Linked DNA regions of Hordeum vulgare: region 1 is linked to region 2. The links are chromatin contacts, called in public Hi-C maps. All regions are on one chromosome and are shown on one strand. Each heading gives the region's core, a stretch centred on a gene start, on an enhancer-like site or on the middle of the called end of the contact. The rest is flanking DNA. Distances are from core to core; before and after follow the strand shown.

Region 1 (7,228 bases), core at 2,923-5,422, 180 kb after region 2:
CGCGAACCATTACAGGACGGTGTTGAATGGTTTCCACGGTCCGAACCATTACATAAGGTTTGCAGGTCTAGCTTGCTTTGGCTTTGGGGCATTTCATGTAGTGGGTTTGTATGGTCCTGGGATATGGGTATCCAACTTTATTACTAAGTGATAGAAACCCCTTAATACAATGTTCGCTTTTCCTAAATGTTATAAGGTAGGTAGGCCTCATCTTGTGCTCGTCCAATTAAGTGGCACGTTGTGCTAAGTGCTGGAACCATTGGTTGATCTCAGTTGTATTGGATTAGATAAAGTTCTCTGTTACAAACATTTCCTAGAAGTAGATGACATGTTTTAGATCTTAATGCTCACATGGCATATTTCGTTGAATTAGACTTTTTTGCCACATCGCGTATAAAGGGAATCAAACCCAACTCTCCCACGAAACCCCGTGAATGGGCCCCCTTAATTCAATGAACTATGATAAAAAAATAGTTACTTCTTTTTAGTTCTCATAAGTCCTTATATTCTAGTAGAAACTCAATACTTGACCGACTGCATGAGACTCTAGTACAGTGGTAGTGGTTGAAAGCGAGTGGAAACGTTAGTGTTTTCTATGCGTTACGATAGTAGTGGTGAAACAAAATCCAGTTCAATGTCTCAATGTAAAAGGAAAATCGTTTCACTTTGAAAGGAAAGCTAGCTATATGAGATTGAAATCACTCTCTACGATATTCATAGAAATAAGAATTTTGATAGATTACTTCAGGTGAGCGGGGCCTTCAGCGCCTTCAGCGGCCATAATACGCTTCCACCTGAACATGCTTGCAGGACTTAGAAAAGTCTTGTATAAGATAACTAGCTTGACAACGGGAATTCTCTAACTTACTTGTAGATAACGAACTTTCCCAAGGAGGAGATGATCTTAAGATAGTTTTGTGTTAATAGGGAGAGTGTCGGGAGAGACCTCCCACGGCCTCACTCGTCTCGCCCGCTCCCGCGAGTGGGGAGGTGAAACCTAGGGTCGCCCCCTCTAACCTCCCTCGCGCTCCGCCCCTCCCTCGTCGCCGCTGGCTCGTGTCACCAGGCAAAGCCCGGCCACCATCGGTGGCGGCGGGGCCTCTTTCCCTTCCTCGCGGTGGGCTGGCGTGGGACATCGCCATGGCGCGAGACAGCATCATGTCGCGGATGTGCGTAGTTCTACAGAACGGCGCGTCGCGGCTGCCGCCGGGACGACACGGCGGTGGCATCCTGGGGTGGCGGTGCGGGCGGCTGCTCGTCGTGGACGAGGTGGGGCGTGCCTGCGCAGGTGGCCGCTATGGGCATTCCGACATAGATCTGGATCGAGCGGATGCTCTGTCCAGCTACCATCTCGTGGCGCGGGCTGAGACGGCATGGGCCGGCCACCGCTCATGGCTGTGCTACTGCAGAGGACCAGTGTGGCGGCGTGCTCCTTGCTAGGTTGGTCCGGCGGCTCTATGGCTGTAGTGACCGCGTCCTGGGAGCGAATGGTGCGGATCGATGGGGAGGCGACGATTGGTGCTCCGGGTCATGTCACTCTCGGTTGCGCTGGGTGGCAGTTCAACTGGCCTCCATCCCCTAGTTCTAGGCCGACTTGGGTGCGAGCCGGGGCTCGTGCTCGGGCGGATCTGGACAGTGCCTGAGGCGAGTCGGAGTTCACCCTCGGCGTAGGTATGCTTGGGCTTGATCTGGGAGGTTCCCGTGGGTGGTGAGCCCCTTTCCTCATGGATATGGTGGACGTTGGTGGTGGTCCGAACTCTGCTACTCTGCCGGCCAGATCGACATCAAGGGCCATGGTCCTGGCGTCGTGCGAGCGGGCTCGGCGACGACCGTCGGTAGTCACGGAGTAGGGTCTCCCTTGTCCATCGGGTACGGCTGGGGATCCAGGCGTGGATGCCACTTAACATGGAGGCGTCAACCCACACTCTGCGGCTGATGTCGGGCTAGGAACAAAGGTGCCGCCTTTTTCTCCTCCTTCCGTGGCAGGTGTACCATGATGTGGACGGTTGGTGGAGTCCTGGACATGGATACCGGGGTGGCGGCCCTGGATGGAGGTTCGCATGGTTGGCTCTCTGACGGGCACCATAGCGGCGAGGATAGCATTACCTCTTGGTCGTGTGGCGGCGAGAGATGATGCTGCGGGTGGCTCAGGCGCGCTCGCTGTCGATGACGATGGTCGTGCCCCGATCCGGAAGTGGAAGTTATATGCACCTCCCGCTTGCCCTGAAGACCTCATGGTGACTCGGGGGAGCTGTCAAGCGAAAGCTCCGCGCTTTGTCGCTGACGACGGCGACGCTTGCGGACGCCATTATCTTCTTGAAGACGTCGTCATGGTGCTCCTCTCTGTGTCTGAGTTCCGGTGAAAACCTTTGTCTATGTAGACTCGGCAACGGCGACACCTAGCGTTGTTATCCCTAATGGGGGACGTTGTTTGTGGAGGTTAGGTGTTATAGGGCTTAACACGGTGTTTCTTTAGTTCATCGTGTACTTTATTTCGATTGCATAGTCGCATGTGTTCTACGTGGTCTGGTTATCTTGAGATCGGCAGTGTTTGAAGGCCACACCATCTCTTTGTATCGTTCGGTCGTGTATTTTATTTGGTTGTTACTTTATATATAAAGCTGGACAAAGGCATGTTTCGAGAAATAGGGAGGAAGCTATTTGAGCGAGCGAGGAAGCTCGAGCTTCCCCCTTCCCTCACCCAAGAATTGCATTTCCGTTTCAGCTTCCCCGGTTTAGTTGGTTTGTAGGATTAATTGATTGGATATCGGATCCGCGTAATTTTTTAAAGTCACTGCTTCTAAGACCATAGGCGTAAAGGCAAGGCTTTGTCGCGATTCGATCATATGTGAGTACTCTCACATTCCGTGTGGAATCCCGTGTATGCTAAACTGAACTGAAGTGAAGCTCCGGGAGCCTTGGAAATATGCCCTAATCACCTCCGTATAAGATATGGACACACAGGTTATAACATTGTACTCCCTCCGTTTCAAAATATAAGACCTTTTAAGTATTTCACTAGAAGACTACATACGAAGCAAAATGAATAAATCTATACTCTAAAATATGTCTATGTACATCCGTATGTAGTTTATAGTACAATGTCTAAAAGTTCTTATATTTAGGAACGGAGGGAGTATATCCTAAACTGGGAGCATTCTCAAAGACCTCCATCCCTTCCTTGCTCTGTTTTTTGACAAGTAAACGAACCGGATATGTCATTGGGCATTGTGGGCAACATGAACAGCTCGTTCTCTGTAAATTTAGTGTGTGGTATTGCATTGTGGTATCATCATAGTAGCCCGCGTGCCTTTCAAACAACAGCACCTTCATCAGATAAGCAAAGACTAGAAGACCATGACAACTCTGACAGCCACTCCGGCGATGCCTCGTTCGCAGTTGGATCGTTCCCATGTGTCGAAAGCTGCGAGCACGTACTCAGGCGGCCTAGTCAGCCACCAGAGCCTTCTCCGGCACGCAACCGGTGAATGAATCAAAGGACTATTATTGTTTCTGGTGATTACATCACACTCCAACTAGGATCAGTCGACATCGGATAAATATCCTGGACGAAGTTGCTTGGAGAAAACTACGGGGAAATGTGTGGAATGATGTAAGATAAGGTGAAAGGGACACCGCTGCCATTGCCAAGCCAGCCCGTCAATGGTGGAGGGCCGAGACGTGAAGCTGCCGTCCACCGCGGTTCTCGCCTGCGTGGAATTTTTCGAGCTCCCCTGGAACTGCGAAGAAAGTGAAAAGGTATCTCTGAGACCAGACTCATCTCCATCCGGTTATTTATTTTTTATAAAAAGTACAGAAAAAATCATTTTTTTGCATGCTAGATAATTTGAAGTGTGATGTGCGTTCTTAATTTCAGATAATTTAAACTTACGAGTAGCTCTCAAAAAAAAAATTGGGTCCGAACAATAAATGAACACTAAACTTTTTTACAAACCTCTAATTTGTCCTTTTGCCGAAAGTTACTCAAATGTTCAAATAATTTGAAATTTAAGCGCACCTCACGCATCAAATTGTCTACTATGTAAAATAATAGATTTTTTTGAATTTTTTGAGTATTTGTTTTGAATTCTTTCTTCAACGCACGTGCAGATGAGCCTTTCAACCGAATCAACACTCTTGTCATGCGAGCTCCTATTCGACGCATTTGCGTGAAACAGCCATGCAATGCATGCACGGACCCCCAGTCCCCAGACTGGGCCGGCCCAATACTGGGCGTTGTAGCAAGCACGCCTGTTTGCATCTACTGTAGTCAGACATGGGCATTCTGTTAGACCGAATAGTTTGGTCTGGTGCCTTGGTTTATTTTCAAATTTGGTTTTATGCGTGGCCTGCGTGTGTGGACGCCTCGAGGGAATCTTAGGATAAGTCAAAAGGGCTGCGTGTGTTTGTGGCCGAGAAAAGACCAGGGATAAACTTTCTGCGGTTACTGGATGGTATTAATGCTGGTAGGTTATTGGGCTTTATGTGCTAGGCTCCAGCAATACATACCCAATATTTGGGTTAATTCAGTGATTCGGTCAACAAACGCGAACGACCGAACTTACCGATATATTTTCGGTTTCTACAGTTTTCCAACCGAACGAACAACCGAAGCATTGGTCCTCGGTTTTTTCGACTTCGGTCTTCGACTTTTGGTTTTTATGCCCACCCCTAACTGTAACACAACGATGTTAAAAAATGGAGAAGCGCGCAAAGCCTCGCTAGGATTCGAACTTTGGACCTCTGTCTTGTGTATGAGAGCAACTAACCAGTAGAGCTAAGCATAAAGAGGAGCATTACGTTGTTAACAAATTCCAAGGCATGATACGGGCAGTTTTTTTTTCAAACTTTCCTTGGAATTTGTCAACATTTTTAACAATGTGTAATATTAGAAAATCCGATAATTTTGTTAAAAACTTTGGCAAATTTTCCAATTTGAAAATAAAAATACAAACATGAATATTTTCTGACAGATTTTTTTTCAAGTTCCTAAATATATTTTTAAAAGTGAACAATAATTGAATTTCTAGAACAAACATTTGTTAATAGGACAACCTTTGAAAACGCAATATTTTGTTGAAATTTCCGAACATTTTTAAAAACATCAAATATTTATTGAATTATTGAAAAACATTCAGAAGCACGATGAAATTCCCTGTCATTTTTTGAAAACACAAACAACATTCAAATTTTTCACACAGATTTCTAATATTCGGAACATATTTTCATAATATGGAAAACAATGAATTTCTGAACATTCAGAAGCACAAACATTTTTGGAAAGTCTCACACGTTTTTTTAAAACAAAAAAAATGAAAACATGAAAAGTTTTAGATATTTTTGAACTGTTTTCCGAAAATGAGAACATTTTAAATTTCTGAACATTTTTTTAATTTATCAAAAATAAAATATCATATTTGAAATTTTGAATATAAAACTAAAACATGACCATTTCTTAAAAAATTCATGTACTTTTAGAAATTATGAAACAATTTGAACAACATAAAAATTTTCTAAAAAAAAATCGAATTTAAAAAATCCTAGACAGTTTGTAAAACTGCAAACATGTGTTGAAAAGTAAAATTAAGCATGAAAACAAAATAAACTAAAATAAAAAAAAGAAATATAAAAGTTAATAAAAATGACAAAAACGATAAAAGAAACAAAAATTCAGTTCACGTTCACAAAACCGGATTGGACAGTTTGCAAGCTATCAACATAAGTGGGCCGACCCAAAACACGTTGCTCGGTTGCTCGCCTTGTGCGAAGAACCAACAATTGGCTGCAATGACCTGCCAATAGGAAATCCCGCCTGTCAATGCACAATTTTATTTTTGTGAGACAAAGTCATTGCACTATTGGCGACCTCCTATATGTCACTCTCTCCGGCAAAGAGTCACCATTTTGCACAGATGGGTTCGCGACTGGGCTGGCCCGTGAAGACAGCGATCGACATTGAACGTGCACAGAATTGTTACTACCACATCAGCTAGGAGTCATCTCTATTCGAAATGGGAGCGTCAAGCTTAAAAGAACCAACACAATGTGTAGATCCGAATAAGTTTAGGAAATTCAAAAGCATTTTTGTCCGAAAGATGGAATGCTCAGTGAAACGCAAATACTTTCCAATATTTGTGAACAACATTTTGAAAAAATATAACATTTTCGAAAAAAGGAACATTTTCTTTAAACCGTGAACATTTTTTTGGATGATGAGGCATTTTTACCAAAATTCTAAAACAAAATTTGGAATCATGAACAAATTTTGAAACTCCTGAATAAAATTTGAAAACACAAACATTTTTCAAACTCATGAACAAATTCCGAAACATGAACAAATTTCAGATTCATAAACAAAATTATAAATTTGTGAACATTTTTGGAATTGAGAACAAATTTCAAACTCATGAACAAAATTTTAAAGTTATGAACATTTTTTAAATTGTGAACAATTTTTGAAACCGCCACCATCAAAGGACTAAGCTCGGCAATCCGAACCTTTCGGTCGCACCCTTGCCTATGATACTAGATCTGGTCAAGGAACCGCACATAACCTCCGCCCCGGCGCTGATTTCAAACCAGCCATGGGATGAAAATTACACGTCATCGAACAAAGCCTAGAACCTGAATCTGGTGGCACACTATGCTGTCCTGGTTATCCTCGCCGTGCAAGTGGAGTCGAGGGCGATGTAGATCAACCTCGAGAAAATCCTCTTGGGAGACTAACGTCAAATCAGATCACAACACACTTGGAAGGCTACTAAGGACTCGTGAGACTAGTATTGACATGTCTTAGGCCGTTGCTACGAATCATCCGACTGATTTCCAGGGGAAATTAGTCGGGTCCCCAGCCGTTGGATCTCACCCTCCACAGTCGTTTGATTCGTTGACGTATCGATCTCATCTCATCAAGCGATGGCAGCACACACGCCCCTCGTCGGCTGAGTTGGGTGTTCGGCAGCAACGGTAGCGCCGCGATGCTCCATTGCAGTGCCAACTCGGGCGCGGCGGTGCTACATCGCAGCCCCGGTGGTGCTCCACTTCAGCCACGAGACCAGCTCGTGGTGCCCCAATGCAGTGCCAGCAGCCCGCCAAAGCTTCGACCATGATTCATTGCAACAGCGACACCGGCACGGCGGTGCTCCATTGTGTTGGCGCATTGTAGCTTCACTGACGAAGGCCGGCGATGCTACAACATCGGTGTGGTGGTGCTCCATTGCAGCCGTGA
Region 2 (6,792 bases), core at 1,295-3,794:
ACATATGACTGCGGTGCGGCGTAGAACGCCTGATGCGAACGAGGTTGTACACCAAGGATACCGGGAGCAGGGGCACGTGGAACCGACATGGAATAAGCATGCACGACGTCGGTCCATGGATTCTGCCCGGCATAGCACGGTGCCGACTCTTGCTGCTATGGAGGATGGGGTTGCTCCTCCGTGAGCGTCGTTCGGCTACTGCTCTTGGCGCCCACCACACCGACCGCCGAGGCAATGACCGTTGCAAGGCGGAGCCGGCTGCGGCCGCGGGAAGGGAGCCGACACCAGCTGGAAAGCTGGCTACTACACGGAGTGCAGCTGGGGTGCGGGCGCCGTCGGTCCACCACGGGTGGTGGTGGTGAGAACCGTGGGTGTGGCCTGTATCCGCGCCATCTTCATCCGTCTCTCCTCAAACTTGAGGTACGCCACCACCTTAGCAAAGGTAGGTTCCGGGATGAGAGTAAGGTTGGAGGCGGCGTTCCCAAAGTCATCGTTGAGGCCCATGGTGAGGGTGCTGATGAGGAGCTCATCGCCAATCATTTCGCCAAGATCATGGAGCTCATCCGCAAGCTTTTTGAGGCGCATGCAAAAATCATCGATAGATGAGTCAAGCTGCTGGCACCCATAGAACTCGCCGTGAAGAAGGACCTTGCGCTGAAGTTTGTTGTCGGTGAAGAGGCCGTTGAGCTTGGTCCAGACGGCGTAAGCGTTATCATCATCGCACACTAACGTGTGGAAGAGATCCTTGGAGATGGTGAGGTAGAACCAGCGGATGATGCTGGCGTCGAGGATCATCCAGTCCTCGTTGTTCACAATGAGACGAGAGTCCACGGTGCCATCGATGTGACCATGGAGCAGGTACTCGTGGAACACCAAGGAGAAGTACCTCTTCCAGGCGGAGTAGGAGGCAGTGGACTCGTTAAGGATCACCGGAACGCGGTCGAAGATGTTGAGGTCGCGAACGAGGGTGACGTCCAGGCCGGCGAACGAATTCCTGCCGGAGGAGACCGAGGAGCTCGGGGAGACCATGGCAGCAGGCGAGCAACGGCATCGGAAGGTACGGGTGAGGGAAGTGGAAGCGGTGGAGGTGGGATGCGGCGACACACGATGGCAGCGGAGGCTGGGAGAGAGCGGCAGCAACAACGGTGTGTGGCGGCGGGAGGATGCGGCGACGACGTCTGCGCGATGGAGGTGCGGCGACGATGGCGGCGTCGACGCGAGGGAGGGCGCTGCGGCGCAGGCGGCAGCTGCACGATAGATGGTGCAGCGGCGGCGACGACGGCTAGGTTAGGAACGTGAAGGAAACGGATACCATGTTGAGACTTAGGTTTGGGTTGTACAACTCTGAGTATTGATTGAGTGCACCACACACTTTTATATAAGGTACAAGATGAGCCTCAATCTCAATTATACAAGGAACTAGGAGGTGGATCTATGACACAACCTACATGTACAAATATATACTCAACAATTAAAGTAAATGCATGTTTGGTTTGTAAGTGCATATTTTCACAAGTAACCTTCAGAAGGACGTGTTTCTTCTTCATCTTTTTCTATGGGCAGTATTGGGCGCCGGCGCACCGGCCCGAACGCTCGCGCCGGTCGCAGCGTGGTCGTTAGATCCGCGGGCCGTATTGTTAGATTTATCCATGCAACAAAATTTCTCGATGTAGCAAATTTCGGCCACGATGCAACAAATTTCGTCCACGGTTGCAAAAAAAATATGTTTGTAGCAAAATAATATCAACGTGGTCGTAGCAAAAGAACGATGGTGATGATGCGTGGTAGCAAAACAAAATATGGGTTATAGCAAAAACAATCCGGTGAACTCGGGTTGCAATTCTGACGAATGTGTATGCAACTTTTGTAGTGAATGGTTGCAGGAAAAAAATAATACCGATTGTAGCAAAAATTAACACGCTTGCAGTAAAAATCAAAACGTCGGTTGTAGCAAAAAAAACCAACGAACTCGAGTTGCATCCAAACATGAATGCAACTTTTTTAATAGACAAATTGTAACAAATGAGAAAATTTTATAACAAATTTAACCTTGGTTGTAGCAAATCTGAACAAAAAAATATTACGTGCGTGGGCTAGCTACCGCGCGTACCGCGTGCGATCGGCGGAACGATTCGATAAACACGCCGACTCGAAGCGTTTCCCTTTCTCTATTCCTACGTTTTAGAATACTACAAACCGAAGTGGCCCTAATTGTTTCACTTTATTGCACAAGAGGAATAAATGACTTGATTATTGATCTGAACATATTTGAAAATGTGCAAAATCCTGAGACCTATACGGAATGAAACAGTAGTTTGACAAGAACGTGGGCCCACCCGGACTCTAGAGAGGTCGACCGGACAAGGCTGAAAGGCTGCTGCTGCTGGGTAGGCAGGTTGGTGGCGCGAGTGGCATGGCCTCAATGCTTCACGTACAGTCAGCCCCCCTGCCACAAATTTTGGCTGTTGCTGCCTGCTGCCGGCCACCTGATATTTGCGCGCGGGCCTGGATCCATCTGCATGCGCGCACGGCATACACTTTCCGTCGTCGCACTCGCACGGGACACGCTGCTGTTGCTTCTTGCCTCGCCTATCGCTACGTCCCAGTCCAAGCCCACCTGATTGGTACCGGCGGCCGCTGCAGCTATTGGCTTTGGCCACTCCCAAGTCCCTTGACGCGACGCTTCCACTATGCAAACGCCTTTAAATGATTCCGCTGCGTACACAGTCCAGGGCGCCTGCACTGCATTCATTCAAGCCCCCTTGCGGCACGTACGTAGACTAGTACCACGCTGCTGCATGCTCCGGCTCGACGTGCCCACCGTGTGCGCCGCGTATGTCTGTCCACTCCGCCGGTCGGGGGCCTGTGCGACGGTGTGTAAGAGCACTTACAGGAACTTGCAAGTCCAGACTCTCCAAAGTTTGCGAAGGCGTTCGCAAACGCAAGCCTTACGCCTCATGAAATGACTACTGCATCCCGATATCTCATATTTATACCGTAAACTCATACAGAAACATGCAGCATATTAAACCTACCTACTATGTACGAGTTATCTATTATTTGTTAGAGATATCGATAATTTTCGTGCTTTCTGAAGGATAGATGTGCGGCAGATGCAGCTCTGTTCCCTCCGACACCGGCGCTGCAGCCCCCTCTGCCACCTCCGGCTGCTTCGTTGCGGCTTCCTCCATCGATATCTCCGCCTCGACCTCGTCGAAGAGGACGTCGGCATCCGCCTACCTCTGCCGGATAAACCGGCGGTTAGCCTCCATCTCGACCTCATCCCGGATGGTATTCATGATGCCTGCTGCTCCGCCATCTCGTCGGCTTGGGCGGCGACGAACTCCTCCATCGCCTCCATCATATTGAAGCCCGGAGCGTTGTCCTCCTTCTCCGGCTCGTCCTCCTCCGTTGCTGCTCGTTCTCCGTGTTCGACGTGTCCGGAAGGAGACCCTCAACAATACGGATGACGCGCTGAGTCTGGATCTCTGTCTCGATCTGCATCGGTGCTCCGTCATGAACTGACCGTAGGTGGCGATCCTTTGGCGGACCATAGTAAGGCCGGAGAGCGGGGGAAAGGAGGCAGGTGGGCTCGGGTGGCAACAGATGGAGGAAGGGGACGGATGTGCTAGGCGGGAGGACGTTGATCGGCTTTTAAGCCGGCTCTGGCATCGGGCGAAGAGCCGAAGCGGCACCACACAACGTTCACACCGCGCAAACGGTCGAGGCGCCAGTCGGACTGTTGAATTTTAGGGCGAGTCCGCGTGGGACTACACCGCCAGACCGACGTGGCGGGCGTGCCCGGGCGCATCTGGACTCTTTTATGTTCGCTCCATATTTAGGATGAATACGAGGGGTGTTGGTCACTCCGGACGTTTGAGGCTCGTTTAAGGCGTCCGATTGAGTTAAATTTTTATAATCGATCAGTGCCCGGATAATTTGTACACGTTTTTGAGGGATTCGGCTGTAGATGCTCTATCCCCACGTGGATCGGCCGGCGTACCCCGTGCGCAGCGCGAGCGCTCATATACGCGGTGCATGCGGGGCAACCGCGCGCGCCCATGGCGCTGCAAGTTTCGATCGCGCTGCTGGTGGTGCCGTGGTGGTGCTGGTGGCCAGGAGATGTCTTGCTTGGCAGCTAAGTTAGCATCGTCATCCATCACGGGAGGAGGGGTTTGTTCGACGACGATAATGAGGGGTGGCCGGTCTCAAGTTGGGGTACGTGATGGGGGGGGGGGGGGGGGGGGGGGGGGAAGAACCCATGCCCAATATGAAATGCAGCATTAATGTTGTTTTGTTTTGGAGGTTCATAACACAGGCACTCTTATTCCACACAAAAGCCTACGCTGTAGTATGTTGAATTTGAGCTTGGTGTCGTTTCTGCGCGTCCGAAGATGCGGATAACCAGAATGCATGGGACAGAGACATTATTTTCCGAGTAGCGAACGATCAGGAAATGAGAGCTTCAGGAAGAGAGAGGAGGCAGATGTTAGAAACCCACTTTTTTTTTTTACTTTTTTCTTTGCAATTTATCAAATAATGCCTGGGTATAACTCTCTGAAAGATGAAGCTGGGAATTTGAATCACCTCAGTCCGATTAACATGGATGAAGTTACACGCGTTCGTTCGATAAACATTGGATGGTGAACAACTATACACTTTCTAGTATAGTTGACAAATGTCTTTCGCTTAGATTAACTTCAACGGGTCGATCCAAATGGAACACGCTTTTGTCTGTCTTTTGTCCGTTTGGGTCGGCCGTCCGCCCGGCGTCCGTTCTATTTTAGATTTGGATCGGTAATGCGCTCAACGCGTCGATCCATTTCATGTTCGCACATAATTTTTTTTTAAAGACCAACGGTCATATGTCATGCCAGCGGCCATGTATCATATGCCGGCACCATACCAGCGTCGGCATATAATGCCACCGGCCATGTATCACCACATAGTTCATGCTGCCACACTCGCCAGCGACCGACACACATGCCAGCACACAAAAATGGGTGGGATTTGAGTTCAACCACGCCATCGTGGCCCCGTGGTCATGCCAGCATACAAAAGGATGGCGCTCGCCGCCATAGATCACTCCTCATCAAACTTGAGCATGTTGGTCTACATCTTCTCGAACCACGACCTCTTCCTTGGCGACACGGTGTTGAGATCCACCTTCATGATCTCCACCCGGTCATCATGCTCGCAAGAGCCACTTCTTTCGCTTTGGTCTTGGTGTTGGCGGCCTCGATCTCTAGCATCTTGGCTTGCTTCTTCGCCTCCATCTCAAGCATCTTGGCTTGCTTCTCCGCCTCCATCTCAAGCCTCCTCCTTTGGATCTCTGTAAAGGCGTTCATTTGCTCTTCTTTGTAACGTCGACGCTCCTCCTCCCTTGAGTCCTTCTTGCTCATCATGCCCTCCGCAGTTGCGGTCAAGGCGATCGACGCCGCATCCCACTTGTCCTCCTTCTTGGAGTTGGTCTTTTCCCGTTGTCGTGCGTTCTCGCCATCCCCAACCTCCTCCACGGCTTGCTTCCCACCACACGACTTGAGGGCGAAATATTGTGACTTGAACTTCTCATCGTCTTTGATGACCCTAAAGCAATGGGAGAGGTTAAAGCACTTGCCATTGTGTTGGAACTTGAATGCCTCCAAAGCTTGAAATGCCTACAAATGTATTTTATGCAAGCATATTGGCAAATGGTATGCAAATGAACACATAAGCATAAACTTGATGACACAAAAGAGGGCGGCTTGCTAGCATACCATGTCTTGCATGCCGATGCTGCTCACGGGACAGGCCTTGACGCTCTCAAGAGTGGCACAAAACTTATTGCACTCTTGTTGGATCACCCTCCAATGCTTCGAAATGGACACCCACCCGCGCGTGCTTACTATTTGGTACGGTGGAAACTTCTTGCACTCATGGAACTCACGGTGGACACAAATCCAAAAAGTTGAATGCTTTTGTTCAGCGTCCATCTTGGGGTCTTGCCCAATGTCTCTCCAATACTTGCAAAGAAGGTTGTCCTCGGATGCCGTGTATGCCTTGGTCCGCTTGCTCTTGCGCTTCGTCTTCTTCCAGGCGGCTTGGTTAGCGAGCTCATCCTCGAACAAAGGCTCTCCTTCAATGTCGCACTCGTCCTCTTCCTCTTGACCGTAGTCCTCCAGAAACTCGTGGTCGAATGGGAAGCCGTCCAGGTCCATGCCGACCTAATCACGCATGAAGGCCGCCTGATCTTGATCAAAGGTGGACAACGTGATCGCTCCTCGACCATCCTTGCTTTGTGTCTCACCGGGATCGTAGCCAGCGCCCGGTGCACCACCATCAAAGATCAAATTTTTCATGTAGTCGCCGTCGCCAGCAGCCGGCATTCCGTCGAAGAGGTTGCGTGCGCCTGGCAGCACGTCGGCTGGCATCTGCCGTGCGCGTTTCCTCGTGCCTCCTGATGACGAGCCACCGGCCACCGGCATGGCATTGAGGTCGATGGGCGCGGGCGCGGGCGTGGAAGGCGCCACCACGCTCACCTCCGGCGAGCACTCCCCGAAGAGGCGGGAGGCCCGCGGGTAGACGTAGAAGTCGGGCATCGGGGTGCAAGCCGACGTGCTGGGTGAGTCCGGCAGCACCATCCGAGGGAACGCGGATGAGCCGGTGCTGGCCGCGGCCGTGCTGGTTCGGGTTTAACCCTAGCATATAGAGTGCATCCCTCATTGCTGCCGCGATGCGGGCGTTGCTGACATCCTGCTGCGCGGCGGCGACGATGGCGACCACAACGATGGCTTCATCCCTTGTGCCCGTCGC

The links. Hi-C and Micro-C count contacts between places; a contact is called where the count stands out from the background.
Region 1: a contact with region 2 is called in a Hi-C map of leaf, with 2.3 times the contacts expected there. The contact joins two enhancer-like sites. A contact is called at or near these places in 3 of 6 Hi-C or Micro-C datasets (leaf and seedling).

The regions. Positions count from the first base shown.
Region 1 is chr3H:101,983,724-101,990,951 of MorexV3_pseudomolecules_assembly, forward strand. No RefSeq gene overlaps it. Among protein-coding and RNA genes, the nearest start is that of LOC123443130, 41 kb to the right of the region's middle. Within about 2 kb of position 4,173, at least 3 of the 3 cell types and tissues checked have open chromatin away from gene starts, as enhancers often do. A contact at or near this core is called in leaf and seedling, where this site is marked.
Region 2 is chr3H:101,808,642-101,815,433 of MorexV3_pseudomolecules_assembly, forward strand. No RefSeq gene overlaps it. Among protein-coding and RNA genes, the nearest start is that of LOC123443129, 150 kb to the left of the region's middle. Within about 2 kb of position 2,545, at least 3 of the 3 cell types and tissues checked have open chromatin away from gene starts, as enhancers often do. A contact at or near this core is called in leaf and seedling, where this site is marked.